2 separate regions of the Danio rerio genome follow, and region 1 is linked to region 2. A link is a contact called in public Hi-C data. All regions are on one chromosome and are shown on one strand. Each heading gives the region's core, a stretch centred on a gene start, on an enhancer-like site or on the middle of the called end of the contact. The rest is flanking DNA. Distances are from core to core; before and after follow the strand shown. Region 1 holds the start of itm2ba (integral membrane protein 2Ba). Region 2 holds the start of sumo1 (small ubiquitin like modifier 1).

Region 1 (4,819 bases), core at 841-3,340, 380 kb after region 2:
TCATGGGCAAATGACATCACATTGAAATGGTATATAGGTCTCTGTCCTGTTATAAAAACCTGTTATGCTAATTACAGTATTTACGACACTTGCCAAAGTTATGCTTAATTACCAAAAACTATTATAAGAACTATCCAAATCCTATTATAAATATCTTTATTACTTAGTAGTACTTATGTAATTACATTGTAACAACAAACCTTTTTTCCCTGAACAATTTTGATCTATCATTCCATGACAAGAATTCCTGTGCAAGTAGTAGTCGATGTAAACGCTGCTCATGTAGTTTGACTTCAGTCCTAATCTAGCGCACCAATGCAACTTTTAATAATTACGCACAACCATGAAATCCATCCACAATCATCCTAATGCAAGATCCGGCTAAATCCATAATTCTGCATCATTTTAGATTTCATTTCTTGCTATCTATTCAAGGATATGTTGAGACTTTGCACAAACACACTTCCTGTTGTGCTGCTTTTAAAACACCAAACCAAACAACTTCAGAAATGCACTTTTCACTTAACACACACCTGTATGAAATACCCAAGGCATCATCATCGCACACACAGACACACACCGCAGATTACAGCTTAGTCCTAACAGAGAGCGTCTTTGTTTAAATAATCAGAGCCTTCAGGAGGTTTTTTTTCTCCATGAAAAAAAGATGGCTGTTTTTGGTGGCTCCATCCACAAGTTTGCAGAGGCTTTGATCACCTGTGCGACAGAGGATTTCAGACCACACAGAATGATCTTTACAGCTTATCTCATGATGAACTGATACCTTTCAACCCACTTAGATCAGCATTAGAGGCTCCGATTGCCGGAAATGTCTAAAAGGTAAGAAGCATGAAATCCAAATTTTCTTCTCCTTTCCCTAAAGCCCAACTGAAACGCTCCTTTTGCCCGAAATGGTGGCGATGATACCAGGCTGCAGCATTGATCTGATCACAGTGGCGGCGTTTCTGCAGACACAACAGTGTCTTATGAATGATTCACGGCCTCCTTTTCTTCTTCATCATCAACCCAATTCGCACACTAGGCGCTGACTCATCCTCAGTGGCAGATGATGATCGTATTGGAGGCACAGAAGCAGGCAGACGGTGCATGTATTTGAGTGGGAGCAGGTCTCACACTTACGAAAGTCTCCCACGATAAGCTGGCTAAAAATGTCTTTCCTTTTCCTGGTTTTACTATGTTCATGGCTGAAACCTATTCAGGAACTGCAAAATATAAAATGACACATCTACACTTCTTTAAATGCAAATCTAGTTTAAAGGCATGCATTTAATATTGATTTGCATTTAAATGAAGAGTGCATGAATGCATGTATATATACATTTTTATGCATGCATTCACTGTTTATATTGCTCAGAACATTTCATTAAAAAGCAATCAAATATCTAAAAAGGAAACCTTAGAAACCTGCAAAGCATGAAGGGTTTGTGTGTGTTTCCTGGTGTTTGTGTTGAACTGTCGGCCATTTTCCTGTAAGCTCAAAGCTGTCTGACACTCACTCACACACACACATATACACACCGAAACAAGGAGGAGATGGCTTCCCTAGTCTGCACACACAAAAACAAAACTGTCTGGTCCAAAAAACTCACATAAATCCCATTTAAACATCGTGTATGTGCTTCAGTCGGATGAATTATCAATAAAAAACGACTGTATTGCAGTCAAGCGACCAAATGTTTGTTTTGGTTACTTTCACTATTTATATTTGTATAATCCTTCGTTTTTTACTTAAACGTATTCACTTAATGCTAACATATATTGATCGATACATTCTGAACAAACACTATCACGACAAGTAAATCCGTTATAACGAATTAAAAGGCAAAAAATAGCATTGTTGTTAACGCTGTTTTAATCACGTTAGCCGGTTAGCGTTGAAGCTAACAAAACTCACCAGATCATGAGGGATCAAAGCTTCATCCTTTTCCTCCTTTTTTAAATCCTTTTGTCCGAGAGCGGAATTGAAAGTGAGTTTCACCATGTTGGGTAGCTGGATTTTTTTTGTCTTTACTTTTTTCACCGAACTAACGAGAGCTTGGCGAAGCCGACGACCTCTCTATACACAGTGCTGCCTCACAAGTTGCTGTGGCGCATTTAGCCAAATTCAGACTGTATATACCTCAGTCAGCCGACAGAGGGCGCTGTTTTCACTAACCGCTGACTCTGATGTTTGCTTTTACTTTATTTATACACTTAGCCGTATTCAAAACACATATTATACTTTTATAACTTGAACTACACAATTTAATAATACACGGTTGTTTTGCTGTCCGACTCAACAGCAAAACTATCAAGTAACGTTAATGTTTACCTCAGTACAGGTAAGGTTTATTTGGAAATTGGTAATGTTATGAAATCTTGCAGTAGGATTACAACGAAAACAGGTGTTGTCTGATGGGAACCCTTAGAGTAATATATGACTGAGGAAACTTTGATGAAATATCTGTAACACTTCACAATAATAGTAAGTTTATTATTAATAAAGGCCCTGCTAAAACAGCTTAAACCAGCCCAAGTTTCAGAGGGGTTTTGGCCATTTCCAGGCTGGAAATGGCTGAAAACAGCCTGAATATGGCCAAAACCACTCTAAAACCAGGCTGGTCAACCAGCTAAAACCAGTCAACATTTCACCAGGTGGCTCATGTTAATTTGATAGTTCACCCAAACATTAAAATTCTGTCATCGTTTGTGTATCCTTTGCCAGTTTCAGATTTATTTGAGGTTTTGTATTGTGTTGAATACAAGAAATAAATGTCGGTGACTGGTAGCCATCAGCTTTCAAACTATTTATTTTCCTATCATGCTGGTAACATTCATCCTCTTTTATGTTCAACCGAAAAAAAGATACTCAAAGATCTAAAACCACTTGATGGTGAGTAAATGGTATGTTCTTATTTTGGGTATAACTATCTCTTAGATTATTTGATATTCTATTATACAATGTTCAGTAATATTTGTTCAAATTAAATAAAGAAATGTTCACAATATAACATGAAATGTGAAAATGTGTGTGTAAAAATGAACAAACAATGGTTCATTAATGTGTTTACAAACATGAACAAAGTATGAACAGTTTTTTACACCATTTATAGTTCATTTGTTAATGCGTTATTTAAATATAATATCCTTGTTAGCATTGGTCAATACACCACGAGTTAACATGAACTCAAAATGAACAACCTTTTCTTCATTAAAAGGCCTACTGTATGAAGAAAATCAACTTTTGTAAGCTGTTTGGACAGAACTGTGTGTAGGTTTAGTGTGTCCACTGTCGTATTGGAGTGATATAAACACAAGTCTTTTTTTTTTTTCCTGATGTTAAAATAGGACCCAAATCCCAATGATTCTGAGGCCCACCACAACGTGACATAGAAGAGCAGTTTTCCCCGCCCACCGATTTGATTGACAGGTGCTATGTTTCTATAACAACATGTATATACATCACCACAAAACATTTAGCAAATAAACTGGGACAAAAATATTAATTTCCAACTCTCTCTCTCTTTTTATGATCATTATGGACAAGTGTTACCTAAATATTTTAGTGTAACATGATGACATGTTATACAGACGTTACCACCATGTACAAAATGACTCATAAGCTTTAATACCATAATAGTCAAAGATGTAAATTACAACATTTGTTCAATAAAATCATAAAATAGAAGAGACTAATGAGAAACAGGAATTAAATTCAACAGTCAATCTGAAGTATGTCTGGGTATGTTCAGGCTGTGTGTCACTTTATAGGTCAAAGCTCTTATAAATGAGCAAGAAAAGGCCTAAGGTGATTTGAGTTCACCTGACATTCAATCAGGTAAACGCATGGAGTCATAAGGTGGATTTCTTAACAACACAAGATCCCTTTAACTCTTTCTGAATGGTTGGAAGCCCTGTTGTCTCAGGTTGGCCAATGGCAAGAATAGCTGCTCTTCAGAGGGTAAATCATCCCACTGCCTCCATGTCCAACCTGAGAAAGAAACAACAAATTAATACAACAATGAAATATTGCAGCAATATTCAGACGTGTTTGCCTGGGCTTAAGGAAGTTTAAAATATCAAATAATAAAAAATAAAAAAAATGAGTCACCAATTTTTCAGTATTAGCTATGCTGATGTACACGACATGGTTTTATGCAATACGTTTAGAAAGTTAATGTGACTATCAGTCAGACCCAGGCATTAGTGTTAATTATGGCCAAAAATGGCCATCCATATAGATAGTAATAGTCGCCCTGAACAACATGTAAAATGAACAATAATTGTTGCATTTTAAGCTTTTTTCAGTGAATTGAATATAATTGTTCTCTCCAAACTGGACTACTGCAACTCTCTGCTAGCGGGGCTTCCAGCTAAACCTATCAAGCCTCTTCAGCAGCTCCAGAACGCAGCAGCACGAGTGGTCTTTAATGAACCTAAAAGAGCACATGTCACTCCGCTACTCATCCGTTTGCACTGGCTGCCAGTTGCTGCTCGCATCAAATTCAAAGCTCTGATGTTTGCTTACAAAGCGATTTCTGGCTGCGCCCCTTCTTATCTGCTCTCACTTCTGCAGATCTATGTGCCCTGCAGAAACTTACGTTCTGTGAATGAACTTCGGCTCCTGGTTCCATCCCAAAGAGGGAAGAAATCACTTTCCCCAAACGCTTGCGTTCAATCTGCCCAGTTGGTGGAATGAACTCCCTAACTGCATCAGAACGGCAGAGTCACTCGCTGTTTTCAAGAAACGACTAAAAACTCAACTATTTAGTCTCTAGTTCACTTCCTAATCTGCAATTGCCTTTAATATATACCACTA
Region 2 (4,538 bases), core at 194-2,693:
CAAGAAGTCGCTCTCTCCACGAGGCGCACATGGGACAGGACGAGCATGCGCAATACTGCCAGTGAAATGTGCGCATGTGCAGTAGTCTCAGCCTCATTTTCATGCACCATCACCTCGTGTTGATTTTCAGTTTTCGAGTTTTATATTCAAAGTGTGTAGAGACAATATTTTGGATAATGTCATATTCCAAATAATGAGGATGATGATGATGATGATGATGATGATGATGATGATGATGATGATGATGATGATGATGATAATAATAATATACTAAACAAAAGTTTTGTAAAAAAAAAAGATATTTAAATGTTTTAGACAAAAAGATGAATAAACAATTATAATATGAAATATTATTTCAATTTTAAATATCTGTATTGTTGTATGTAAATATGTTTAATATTCCAATGAGAGTTCAGAATTTGTTATGGTCAATTTTACTTGGTGCTCTATGATTAATAATAATTCTGCTTGATATTTCTGTTAAATACACAATACATTCAGCTTTCTAAAATTCTCAGAAGAAACTGTATTTGAAATAAAATGTTCAGTAACATTATACAGATTTTTTATATTACCTTTGATCCACTGAATTAGTCTTAATGTCTTTTTTAAAATCTATGGCATTAAAAGTTATAAATACATAAAATAAACGATTTATTGTTTTATTTATGCAGGAATTTGCGAATTTATTAACTAATTGATTTTTTATTTGCATATTAATTTATTGTTTTATTTATTTATTGCTTTATTTATTTACTTTATTTATTCATTGCTTTTTATTTTTTATCTTTTTAATTTGTGTATTTATTTTGTACATTTGTTTATTTATTTAGCATGTTTATTTATTGTTTTATTTATGCAGGAATTTGTCTATTTATTTATTAATTTATTTGTGTATTTATTTATTTATTGTTTTATTTATGCAAGAATTTGTATTTATTTATTTTTTGTGTATTTATTTATTTATTGTTTTATTTACACAGGGATTTGAGTATTTATTCATTTATTCGTGTAGTTATTTATTAATTATTTTATTTATGTAGGAACTTGTGTATATATTTAGTCATTTATTTATTTATTTATTTGCGTATTTATTTACTGTTTTATTTATGAAGGAATTTGTACATGTGTTAATTAATTTATTTATTTGCGTATTTATTTATTTGTTGCTTTTGCAGGTTTCGTCCTCCAGAGGTGTAGTGTAGTTGTCACATTATTTTTGCACTCTAATATTTCGTGACCAAAATACTGATGTGTTTTTTTTTTTTTTTTTTTTGCAAAATACGGGCCTCCCTATGTTTTACCAATAGCAACATCGCAGATGGCGATTGGAGCCAATCAGAAAGAGCGTGGTGAGAAAAACAACGCTCGTTGGGTCATCGACCCAGTGTCATAGAAAGTCCAGCCCCTTTCCAATGACGTCAACGGCGCTGTGTTGTGGGTCTGCTGGTAGCACTATCAAAACCTCTCATTACTGTACATAACACTGTATCGTTTAAATCAAACAATCTTGATCTACAGAAGGGCTGCACATTGCGGAATATCATGTCAGACACGGTGAGTCTAAACCTGTGATGCTGAATCGAACTTTCATGAGAGCAGACGAGAAAGACGGACTTATAGAAAATGAAAATAAGAGGGCCCAGCTTTTAGCCTGTCTAGCTGACTGTGGTTTGGAAAGTATTTTTGATAAAAATGCTTGAGTGTTTTTAACTGTGCATAGTTTCTGGTTCTCGCAATTTACACATTAGTCCAATTTACTGTGTTCACAAATGCCAAAAATATGTGAATTTCTTCCTCAAATCGTCCAATTAGCATGTGTGCTAGTTAGCTGCTCTGGGCCCTGAAAGCAGAGTTCATAATATCTTGAGCTGATAGACCATGCTGAACATTTGAATTAGTTATTAATTGTTGATTTTTTGATATGTTCATTAGGATTATTCGTTATTTGTTCACGTTAGTTTGTGTTCGGTTTGTGCTCGTATTAACAGCTCGCGATAGAAGAGTAACGTTAGGTTGTGTGTTTACATTCAAAGCACACACACACACACACACAGCCTAGTGTTTAAATGATAACAACACTCACAATATTATTTTATATATAATATATATATATATATATATATATATATATATATATATATATATATATATATATATATATAATTATAATTTATTAAAATCGGATCTACCTTATTTTATACGATCTTCAGTCAATATTTTATTGAATTCAGTCCCAAGATATTTTTTTAATTCATTACATTAAATCTGATAAAAAAACAATATGACATGCAGTAATCGAATGCTTGTTTTGTTTTAATAGGAGACCAAGCCCTCAAGTGATGGAGGCGAGAAGAAGGATGGAGAGTACATTAAACTCAAAGTGATCGGTCAGGTGAGCAAAAGCACTTGTTTTCTAGGAAATGCAGGTTTTCATATTTAAACCCATTACTGTTTAAAACCAATCCAGCTGTTCTTTTATAATGAGATATATGAAAAGATCTGAACAGATTTGATGATTTCCTTTCATTTCGCAGGACAACAGTGAAATTCACTTTAAAGTGAAGATGACGACACATTTAAAGAAGCTGAAGGAATCCTACAGTCAGAGACAGGTGAGTCAGTTTTTCCATTTATGAGGGATAACGATAAATCTACACTACCATTCAGAGGTTTTGGGGGGTGGGTAGGATTTTTAAAAAACGCACTAATGCTACTTTTATTCAATCAAAAATGCATAAAATCTGTATTATTGTGAGTATTGTTACAAATAGAAATACACTAACACTGTAAAAATCTTAACTGTGATCAAATTAATGCGTCATTGCCGAAACAAAAAACAATGTTTAAATAGTTGTGTATGTTTCAGTTAAGGTTCCTGAGGTCTCATTTATAAAACATTGCATAGAAACTTTCCTAAAAGTGAATGTACACCAGAATACATTTTTATTTATTTATTAATTATTATGGCTTTTATGATGATTTAAAGTGCTTGAATTAAGTCAATATTTAAGCGAAATGTGTTTACTTAAAGCTGCGCACATTCTCCCGTCAAGTTTGTTTTTTATAGATCATAATAACCTGTATAAGAAGTGGCGTACACGTGTTTCCACCCCCAATTTTGTGTATACCATGTTTATAAATGAGACCCCTGGACAGTTTATTCTCTCTTTCAGATCAATTATTTGAACCATGTTAGTTAAAACATAAAACGTCTGTAATGATCATCTAAAGGGGGTGGAGTAACAATTTATTAAGAGGAAATTCACATTAATAGATGCTTTTAGTTTTGGTACAGAAAATATTGTTACACACAGGATATATATATATATTTTTACCCATTATGAGTTTTGGTAATAAACATTTAGTTTGCTTGCCTCGGCTTTTCTTTATCTCTGCTTTCTTAAATGAAACGCAACGACACAAGTATTTACTTTCTTTTACAAATATTATTGACAATATTCCATATCATACTCTCTGCTATTATAAATAAAACATAAACCCATTATATAATGACATGCAATCTAATTCTGAAATATATATATATATATATATATATATATATATATATATATGTATATGGTCAAAGATGTAAAAAATATATTTATATTTATCTGTTGCTTATAAAGTTACATGTTTCAGAAATTACATTTTACAAAAGTATATTTTTGTATTTAAATAAATTACTATTACAGTTTTATAAACACTCAAACCACTGCAGAAATGTTGCATATATCATATACACTAAAAAAAAAGACTTTTGCGGCTTGTTCAAAGTACTTATATATAATTAGCTGAAACTTGTGTTCTTGAGGACAACTTAATTGTTTTAAGTTAAGCCCACTTAAATTTATGAAAAAAAATTAAGTTTAATCAATTTATGATGGGCCATGTAAAAGAAATGTGTGGACCATAGCATTTTTACAGTATATTAGAGATCAATTTTCTATACAAGTTAAAATCATTACCTTAAATGTTTGTTTTAACAGTTGCTGGAAGTGTGTAAACAGGTTTTTGATTGTAAATGTAGCTTTCTTCACGAGTCACTGCTGCGTTTAAAATGGCATAAATGTTATGGGAGTGCACTATGGAGATAGCACAGTTGTCAATTTGAAGTTTATAAACTGAACTGTAATAAGAATAACTTTAATATAAAATGTGAACAAGACAACCTTTAATGTTTTTAAATGATTCAGAGTATTTGTGTTCAAATGGACAAGGGCATAGGGTGGATGATTCAGAATAGAACACAGCCTGGAACTCTGCATCTAACTACAGCTCTAGAGGTGTAGCTCCAACCAACCAAGTGTGTGATGCTGTTTGTGAATGTTTGCTATAAGATGTATGGATGTATATTTGGAATAACACTGAATTGCTGAACTATTTTTGTAATGAAGGAAATTGTGATCTTAGTTGGTTGGCGATGGTTTTGTGAACAGCACCATTATTCTAGAAAATGCACAAAGACAATATCAGAATTTGCTTTAAACAAAACGATTTGAGAAGTTTAGAACAACTGAATGAATTCAAGTCTTGTA

What was found. Hi-C and Micro-C count contacts between places; a contact is called where the count stands out from the background.
Region 1: a contact with region 2 is called in a Hi-C map of hematopoietic stem cells, with 2.0 times the contacts expected there. The contact joins the promoter of itm2ba here to the promoter of sumo1 in region 2. A contact is called at or near these places in 2 of 18 Hi-C or Micro-C datasets (hematopoietic stem cells and an unstated tissue).

Annotation. Positions count from the first base shown.
Region 1 is chr6:10,984,873-10,989,691 of GRCz12tu, forward strand. It overlaps itm2ba (integral membrane protein 2Ba), which reads right to left and starts at 2,091. Exons shown (of 6, transcript NM_199646.1): 1 at 1,916-2,091. The coding sequence starts at 2,002. nudt15 (nudix (nucleoside diphosphate linked moiety X)-type motif 15) reads right to left here. Exons shown (of 4, transcript NM_001346166.1): 4 at 3,606-3,991. The coding sequence ends at 3,888.
Region 2 is chr6:10,603,172-10,607,709 of GRCz12tu, forward strand. It overlaps sumo1 (small ubiquitin like modifier 1), which reads left to right and starts at 1,444. Exons shown (of 5, transcript NM_213159.1): 1 at 1,444-1,557; 2 at 2,324-2,395; 3 at 2,538-2,615. The coding sequence starts at 1,546. It overlaps nop58 (NOP58 ribonucleoprotein homolog (yeast)), which reads right to left and starts at 76. Exons shown (of 15, transcript NM_001009889.2): 1 at 1-76.